Regions from separate parts of the Sus scrofa genome. Here regions 1 and 3 are each linked to region 2. A link is a contact called in public Hi-C and HiChIP or PLAC-seq data. All regions are on one chromosome and are shown on one strand. Each heading gives the region's core, a stretch centred on a gene start, on an enhancer-like site or on the middle of the called end of the contact. The rest is flanking DNA. Distances are from core to core; before and after follow the strand shown. Region 1 overlaps LOC102158035. Region 2 holds the start of OXA1L (mitochondrial inner membrane protein OXA1L). Region 3 holds the start of PABPN1 (poly(A) binding protein nuclear 1).

What was found. Hi-C and Micro-C count contacts between places; a contact is called where the count stands out from the background. HiChIP or PLAC-seq counts read pairs in DNA pulled down with a chosen protein or histone mark.
Region 1: a contact with region 2 is called in a Hi-C map of retroperitoneal adipose tissue, with 2.0 times the contacts expected there. The contact joins the enhancer-like site here to the promoter of OXA1L in region 2. A contact is called at or near these places in 1 of 5 promoter capture datasets (liver) and 4 of 47 Hi-C or Micro-C datasets (embryonic fibroblasts, fetal skeletal muscle, omental adipose tissue and 1 more).
Region 3: a contact with region 2 is called in an H3K27ac HiChIP or PLAC-seq map of alveolar macrophages. The contact joins the promoter of PABPN1 here to the promoter of OXA1L in region 2. A contact is called at or near these places in 1 of 47 Hi-C or Micro-C datasets (heart right ventricle) and 1 of 2 datasets of contacts at active chromatin or transcription factors (alveolar macrophages).

What each region holds. Positions count from the first base shown.
Region 1 is chr7:76,691,261-76,694,140 of Sscrofa11.1, reverse strand. The region is part of intron 2 of LOC102158035; the gene reads left to right. It also overlaps the pseudogene LOC100626750. Among named protein-coding and RNA genes, the nearest start is that of DAD1, 260 kb to the right of the region's middle. Within about 2 kb of position 1,275, at least 22 of the 83 cell types and tissues checked have an H3K27ac peak or open chromatin away from gene starts, as enhancers often do. A contact at or near this core is called in retroperitoneal adipose tissue, where this site is marked.
Region 2 is chr7:76,265,449-76,268,148 of Sscrofa11.1, reverse strand. OXA1L (mitochondrial inner membrane protein OXA1L) reads left to right here and starts at 1,449. Exons shown (of 11, transcript XM_013978229.2): 1 at 1,449-1,650; 2 at 1,653-1,813; 3 at 2,255-2,416. The coding sequence starts at 1,449.
Region 3 is chr7:75,755,123-75,757,822 of Sscrofa11.1, reverse strand. It overlaps PABPN1 (poly(A) binding protein nuclear 1), which reads left to right and starts at 1,301. Exons shown (of 7, transcript NM_001243548.1): 1 at 1,301-1,659; 2 at 2,020-2,134. The coding sequence starts at 1,309.

The DNA.
Region 1 (2,880 bases), core at 26-2,525, 430 kb before region 2:
CTGTGTTTCAGTCCCCAGCCCAGAAGCAGGGTGGCCTTCCTCCCTCTTGCGTCAGGGCCCACAGTGATGCACAGGCACCTGCAGCCCCAGCCTAAACCCTGCCCTGCAGCTGCTGCACTCTGTCTGCTCTTCACTCGTGGCCCTCCTGCATTGTCACCATAGTGAGGTGGTTCACTTTACACTGTGTCTTCCACCGTGGGGAGCATTTCACAGCTTTGCACACATCCCGGCATGCATTCCCCAGGTCCCAGACTGATGAATAGTGGCTGAAAACACCCTCTGATGCCATCACTAGCAACGAAGCAAATGTCAAACCGGGCTTGTGGGTCCTGAGTTAAGGCTGTGGGACCCAGGCTGGAGCAAGCTTCCACTTGCAAGGATATTTTGTGGAGATGGGTGGGCAAGAGGCTGAAAAGACCCATGGACTCCCCCTTCTGCTCTGTGCCTTCTCCATCCCAACCTCTGGGGATTCTTCAAGATTGTAGGGGAAATTTTATCTTGAGGTGCAGGACTCTGTCTGCCCCCAGGTCACAAGATTCACCTTGGCTTTTGGCAAGATTTATCCAGCCTGCCAGGTCTTCATGATTTAGAGTCTGGAACTTGGATAGGTTTATAAGAACACTGATGGACCATTATCTCTCCAAAGGAGAAAGGGCCCTCTCAGGCTCTAGGAGGCAGTCCCAGGGTGGTTCAGGCTGACTTTCTGTTGCAACAAGGACTCTCACAAGATCCATAATTGTGTGGTTTGTGTAACTGTTCTCCTCTAGTTTCCAGGGGGCAAGACTTCAGCCCCACTATGAAAATGACAATGCAGAGGAGGCAAGTGGCCACTAGATGGCAGCAGAGGGTAAGAAAAGGGAGTTGCAGGCAGTGCGGGGAGAGTGCTGCTCGCAGCCCCTCCATTTTGCTTACATCTTTAATGAGATATGCGAAGAAAATGAGTCCCTTACATGCCAGACACAGATGCTACAACATATGGAGAGATGCCGCACAGCAATATTTCTCTGGTTATTAAACAGGAGGCACCTAACCAGTCATTCACTGCATCATCATGCAGAGCTGTCCTTTGTGTCTCCAATACTGCTGTTGACAAGGTAATAACAGGAGAAAGCTGTTGCGAACACTGATGCACGGACCTGGGCCTCTGGGCTCGCGGCATCGCCAAGCCAGGATGCCGCCTGGATTGCCAGGAAGCGCGAGCAGCCCAGCCCAGCGGGAACCACCTTGGCAAGGCACACGGTGTGGCTTCTGCTGCCAGACTCAGTCCCGGCAGGGCGTGGGCTGCTCTCTGGTCTCCCTGGCAATCCCTAAGGGCTCATTTATTCAGAACCCGATTACCACCAGACAGCTCAGGAGGCCGACCTTCCAACCACAAACCCCAAATGGGAACAGGAGCTCTAGACATTTTAAAGAGCAAGACATGCTGGCTTTTCTGGCAGAACTGAAGACATATAGTGTAATGAAAATGCATTTAAATTCACATGGATAAGGGCACACTTTTCCCACGCTCCCCAAGCAAAGGTAGGGAATCTGGGCATCTGGAGGGGACATCTCACATATTCTCTTGTGAAACTATTACCAGGGCTGGGAGCAGGCAGGTATTACTATATTTTGCTACTATATCCCACTCATTTTCCCACCCCCCACACCCTACGGCCCTGCCTCCCAGCCTGATCGTTCCTCACTAATTCTCCCACCCTCCCAATGCCAGTGGCTCCTCAAGGCCTCAGTGGCGACTGAGGAACAGGGCACAGGTTAGTCAGCCTCGGCAAGTAGCCCCACTCCTGGGCCCAGAAAGAGAGTGGTCCAAGCTCCCAGGACTTCCCAGAGTCACTCAGGAAGCCACACAACAGCCCTGAAATGAGGGTAAGTAACACAGCCATTTTTCATACAGAGAAACTGAGGTGCAAAGCTGAGATATAGCTTCAGGTCTCCTGGTCTCCCTCCCTTTCCTATAGGTTTGCATCTCTGAAGCAGACTCCAGTGGGCAAGTAATAACAAGAGTTACGCTGCCACTGTTCCCCCCTCTCTCTTAGAAAATGATTCTGGAGTTCCTGTTGTGGCTCAGCAGGTTAAGAACCAACACAGTGACTGTGAGGATAAGGTTTCGATCCCTGGCCTCGCTCAGTGGCTTAAGGATCCGGCACTGCCATGAGCTCTGATGTAGGTTGCAGATGCAGCTCAGATCCCTCCTTGCTGTGGCTGTGGTGTAGGCTGGCAGTTACAGCTCTGATTTGATCCCTAGCCTGGGAACTTCCTTGTGCCACAGGTACAGCCCTAAAAAAGACAAAGAGAAAAGAAAACGATTCTGTGTACTAGAAATCCTCACTTGTCTGTGTGACCTTAGACAAGGTGCTTAACCCCTCTGAGCCTCAATTGTCTCATCTGTAATTTGAGGGGCTAGCAATGGAGCATGACTAGGGTCCCTTCCAGCCCCGCGATCCTGTGGCTTTAATTTTGCGCGTCTCTGCCAGGCCTCAAAGTGTCACACACGATGCTTTGTCCAACAAGAGCCAAACTCAACAGGAGTGAGCAGAATTTCCTCCACCCGTTGATAAGAAATGTGGTTGCGGTTGGAGGCTTGTGGATGTCCTTTGTCCCCAGAGCGAGGGAAACAGGGAGGTTTCAGATGTTATTGACACTAACAGTGGGAGCCTGGAGGTGGTCACACTCTGTGGAAGGACCACGCAGAGTCGTCCCCGTGGGCGGTGGAGATGCTGAGCCAAGACCGGAGGATGTTTTAAAAACTATTTCTCAATAAAAAAAGACCCATTTTATTCTGCACAGGGGTCTGAGGGCAAATCCAGGTCTCCCAGGAGGAATCTCCTCTCTCCCATAATGGGGGATTGGTTCGGCTCAGCTGCTCTGACAAAGGGCTGA
Region 2 (2,700 bases), core at 200-2,699:
CAAATCAGAACTACAGCTGCCGGCCACAGCCACACCAGATCTGAGCCTTGTCTGCAACCTACACTATAGCTCACAGAAACACGATCCTTAACCCACTGAGCAAGGCCAGGGATCAAACCCACATCTGCATGGATGCTAGTCGGGTTCATTACCACAGAGCCACATTGGGAACTCCCTGATTTTTCAAAGTAACTTTAAGAATACCGTTTACGGAGTTCCCGTCGTGGCACAGTGGTTAACGAATCCGACTAGGAACCATGAGGTTGCGGGTTCGGTCCCTGGCCTTGCTCAGTGGGTTAACGATCCTGCGTTGCCGTGAGCTGTGGTGTAGGTCGCAGACGTGGCTAGGATCCTGCGTTGCTGTGGCTCTGGCATAGGCTGGCGGCTACAGCTCCGTGATTAGACCCCTAGCCTGGGAACCTCCATATGCTGCGGGAGCGGCCCAATGAAATAGCAAAAAGACAAAAAAAAAAAAATCGTTTATGATAGTATCCAACATACTTGACTGATAGGTAATACCCCCAAATTACTACTAAATCTGTATCATATTCCTTTGCCTTTTTTTTTTTTAAACCATTCCTGTCAGGTACATTTATAATCAGCCTAAACTAGCAATGATTGAAAGCATTTTGGGCTATCACATCTTTCCTAAAGCTACACTTTGTTATTCCAAAAGCACTCTGCTGTTTGAGAGGCTTTATAGGGTTTCTCACATAGTCAACTCCTATCTTTCTAAGCAGTACTTTTTTCCCCCCTTTAGAAGAAAGGAACTTTACCTCATATATCTCCAGAAATGATTTCAGTTTCAAGAACCCAAGCAACAGAGACTTAAGAGTCTAGACAACAAAGACCTTTATTTATGGTACACAACAAAATCTAGAATTAGGTGGTTCCAAGCTTGCTGCAGCAGCCCAGTGACATCATCAGCGTTCTTCTATCTTTCCATACAACCACCTTCAGCAGGTTACCTTTCAGCATCTTTAAAGACTTGCCCCTCTGGAGTTCCCTTTGTGGTTTAGTAGGTTAAGAACCTGACATAGAGTCCATAAGGATGCAAGTTTGATCAATGACCTCACTCAACGGGTTGAGGATCCTGTGTTGCCACAGGTCTGCAGCTGCAGGTCTGATTCATCCCCTAGCCCACAGGTGCAGCCGTTAAGTACAAGAAAAAAAAAGATGTAAAGATTTATGCCCTCAGTGTCACAAGATTCTCCTCAACCAGACCCTACTGGGGGAAAGGAAAAGGGAAGTATGGCATCTCCTTTTAAGCTTTGTCTGGGAGATATATATTTCCCTCAATTTCTGTCAAACTCCAGACCACTCTCAAATTTCACTTTATCTGCGATTGCAATATTATCTAGCAACAAGAATTGAACATCACTGGGCAAGAAAAACCCACTCCAAGTACAGCCAAGACCTGACGTGGCGAGGACGCTTTTTAACTTAACAAATCACAGAAGAATCGCAAATTTAGAGGACGAAGGAAAAGCCCCCAGGATCACGCAGCCATTAACGAAAGCCTGTTAGAAGGCTCTGAACTTCAATCTCGGGAGAACACCCTCTGCGAGATCTTGTTAAAGCAGCTCTGTGTCCTCTTACCCTCTTCAAATATGGCCGCCAAGCTCCAGTTTCCTTTACCTCCTGAGCCTGCTGGCAGCTGTGGCTTAACGCCCACTTCCAAAAGGGCCTCCTCTCGCGAGACTGCGGTTCTGAGTGCGCAGGCGCAAACGCAAGCCCTTTCTCCGGCGAGATGGCGATGGGGTTGATGTGCGGACGCCGGGAGCTTCTGCGCTTGCTACAGCCTCAGCGTCAAGTAAGGACACCCCGAGACTGAGCTCTGATGCCACCCTATCCCTGTGACGAGCCAGGGGTGACTCGTGCTGTGTGCATGAATGAGTAGGCCCACACCTCACTGGGACTTGCGTCTCCTGACCTCAGGTCACAGGAGGACGCGGTAGGGTTACGTCCCCAACCCTACGGGCTCAACAGCCGGGTCTCCTGGTCTGTTCCCAGAAACAGGCGTCATCCCTTCCAAGGAAACCTCAGCCTGAAACTCTGGGCCACTGGGTGGCTCTGAGGTAGCTGAAATGCAGGACTCGCTGATTATATGCCTTCACACTCGCAGTCTGAGCGCAAGGAGTAGCAATGTCCTCACCTGTGGTAGCGGACTGCCTTTTTCTTGGAAGGGTGGGGGCGGAGCGTAACTATTGACTTATCTCGGTAAAAGGACTACATCCTTCTTTTACCCACTCAGTTCCACAGCGTCGCAGGGCTCCGCCAATGGCCACGGAAGCCGCTGACACCCGGGCTCCGGTTCCCAGCCGGCCGGCGCTGCGGACACCCACATTATGTCCTCCTCGCGGCCCCAGGCCCCCGGGGCCTCAGTACCTCTGCCATATTTTATGCAGAAGCCCAGGTAAGTGACGTTTCGACCCAGCAGCGTTAGGAGTGGTGCTGGTTTCTTGATTTGTTTTTAATCCTGTTTTGACTGGGGGAATCGTGGAGCACTCCATCTAGCTTGGGATAGGTTTTCAAATCAGTAGGGAAATGATTGAGAGTACTGAAGGAGAGACTTCATTATGTACCAGGTGTTTCCACAATGATGGCAAGCCATTGATAGTGGTATGAAATGTGATTCTGTGTATGTATTAAAAATTATAACTTGAGTTCCCGTCGTGGCGCAGTGGTTAACGAATCCAA
Region 3 (2,700 bases), core at 52-2,551, 510 kb after region 2:
AAAACTATGTTCTAGGCATGTTGCCCCCATGGTGGAGGTGCAAATTTAGAGTCCAATCTCGTCTCCAAGCTCTTGCAAACTCTAGTTAGGAAAGGCAGCACAGAACACTCAAACGCACAGCGGAGGAAGGACCGCTTGTCAAGGGAGAAGACGGGAGGCTAGTGGAAGGCTTCCGCAGGGGAGGTGAAGACGGGGTTTGTAGCTGTCTGCTTGAAAAAGGACTGACTGCATGTAGAGGCACAGACCTGGGTGCAGATACACCCGCTGGAATGAAGATTGTGGAAATAACACCAAGTAGTCTGGTCCTGAGGTCTCTTAAGGCCTCAGCAAGGAATTTTAAGACTTTACCTGGCCAGCAAAGGGGAGCCAGTTCGGTCTGGTAGTGGTGTGGATTGAAATGGTGACACTGGAAGCTGACACATTAGGGAGTTGTAGCAAACATTCCAAGCAAGAGAAAAACAGGCTGAAACTGGGACATAAGCAGAATGCTTGGAAAGTATGCCTATGTAGGAAGACAGCACGGTTAGAACTTGTGACTGGTACTGGAGTGAGAATTCCTCCCTGCTTTCTGGTTTGGGGAGACCTAGTGCATAATGGTGCCAATAACCTGAGTGGGAAAGGTAAGCTCCTTCCTGGAGAGCGCCATTCGGAACCCTCCATTTCCAGCAACATCCCACCTACTGGGGCATTCCTGGTGCCCAGAAACAGGTTTCCAGAAACCGCCGCAGAGTTTCCGACCTCTGCCTTTCAAAAGTTCAACCTTGATACTGGCAACCAACAGTATCAAGATGGCGGCACCCTAAAGACTAGTCATGTGACCTAGGGTTTCCCTCGCTGGAAGCCGAGCAGTTCGTTTGGGGGCAAAGTTCACCTGTCACAAAACGGGGGTCAGCCCTTCGAATCTCGCGAGCCAGTCGGCGTTTGAGACTGGGCCACTCCGGCGAGGGGATCGCTAGATTGGTCCTTTCCACTCGCTCAGCCAGCGGCCAATCACGGAGCGCCATACTTTGCGGATCCGCCCGTAGGCGGGGGAGAAGCAAGAACGTCGTCACAGCGTGGCGGCATTGTTACCTAAGGGCTTGAGAGGAGGTGGTACGTGCGTTGATTGACAGACCGATTTCCCCTACCGGGATTTGAGAATTTGGGGCAATCCCCCGCCTTAGGGGTGGGGTCTTATTTGATTGCCAAGTAATATTCTCCAATGGACTCCTAGCTCGCCGTGATGGGCAGGCTGCTTGACTAATGAATCCTCGGCGTGGCCGGCGCAGCTCTCCAATCGTTGGGCGGCGGGCCCCAGTCTGAGCGGCGATGGCGGCGGCGGCGGCGGCGGCAGCAGCAGCGGGGGCTGCGGGCGGTCGGGGCTCCGGGCCGGGGCGGCGGCGCCATCTTGTGCCCGGGGCCGGTGGGGAGGCCGGGGAGGGGGCCCCGGGGGGCGCAGGGGACTACGGGAACGGCTTGGAGTCTGAGGAGCTGGAGCCTGAGGAGCTGCTGCTGGAGCCCGAGCCGGAGCCCGAGCCCGAAGAGGAGCCGCCCCGGCCCCGCGCCCCCCCAGGAGCTCCGGGCCCTGGGCCTGGCTCGGGAGCCCCCGGCAGCCAGGAGGAGGAGGAGGAGCCGGGACTGGTCGAGGGTGACCCGGGGGACGGCGCCATTGAGGACCCGGTGAGGGAAGGAGGGCGAGCGAGCAGGCCGGCGACCGGCCGGCCGGGTCACGGGAGGCCCAGAGCTCGGGCGAGCGGGAGGCGGGCGGGGGGTGGGGGTGGGCGGGGAATAACGTGGCTGGGGCCGGGCTGGGGACGCAGCATCGACCGCCAGAAGGGGCCCAGCCGGGTGGATTCGGACGTAATGGGTGTCTAGTGTTGTTCTAAAAAAGGTAGCTTGATTTTCTTTTTATCATGACCCTCGCGTGGGGCAAGGGAAATGGCAGAGCATGGCTGGGGCCGCGCGCCGATCGAGAGCAGGGCAAAGCCCCTGCGTTGGTTCCTCTTAAGCTCTTCTCCATACCCTCCCCACTCATTGTAGGAGCTGGAAGCGATCAAAGCTCGAGTCAGGGAGATGGAGGAAGAAGCTGAGAAGCTAAAGGAGCTACAGAACGAAGTAGAGAAGCAGATGAATATGAGTCCACCACCAGGCAATGGTGAGTAACTGGCGGTTACACGCGGATCCCAGGTTCTCGCATTGGAAGGGTTATGGGAGCACGGTTCATATGGGATTGGATGCTCCATACCTTGGAGCTGCTTGTCTGAGCAGTTATTGGGCAGGTGCCTCGGTCGTAGTCCGTTGTGTGTTTCTGACCTTTGTGAGACCGAGTCTGTTTTGGTGATGGTAGTCTTGTGCCTCCCTTTGTTCCTGTTACAAATGTGTTGCTCTTTGTTCTTAGTCTTTCTCTGCCCTTTGTGAAGGTTGCCAGCTGGCATTTGACCTTCAAGTCCAATAGTTCTCTCAGTTGGAGACCCTTTAGTTAGGAGTCTTAAGAGAACTGCTCAGCTTCAGGGGGCTTCCTCTCTAATCCAGAAACGTCCAATCTCAGCCCACTTAATTTTGTTCACTTTCCAGATCATTGCAACCAAAGCTATTCAATAGGGACTTGATTTGGGGTTGGGAGGGAATTCCTGTACTGTTGTGGTTTTTTTTAGTTTGTTTTTTTCTTTTAATGTATTGATCTCTTCTTTCGTTTGTCAAATATTTAATGAGCACCTACTG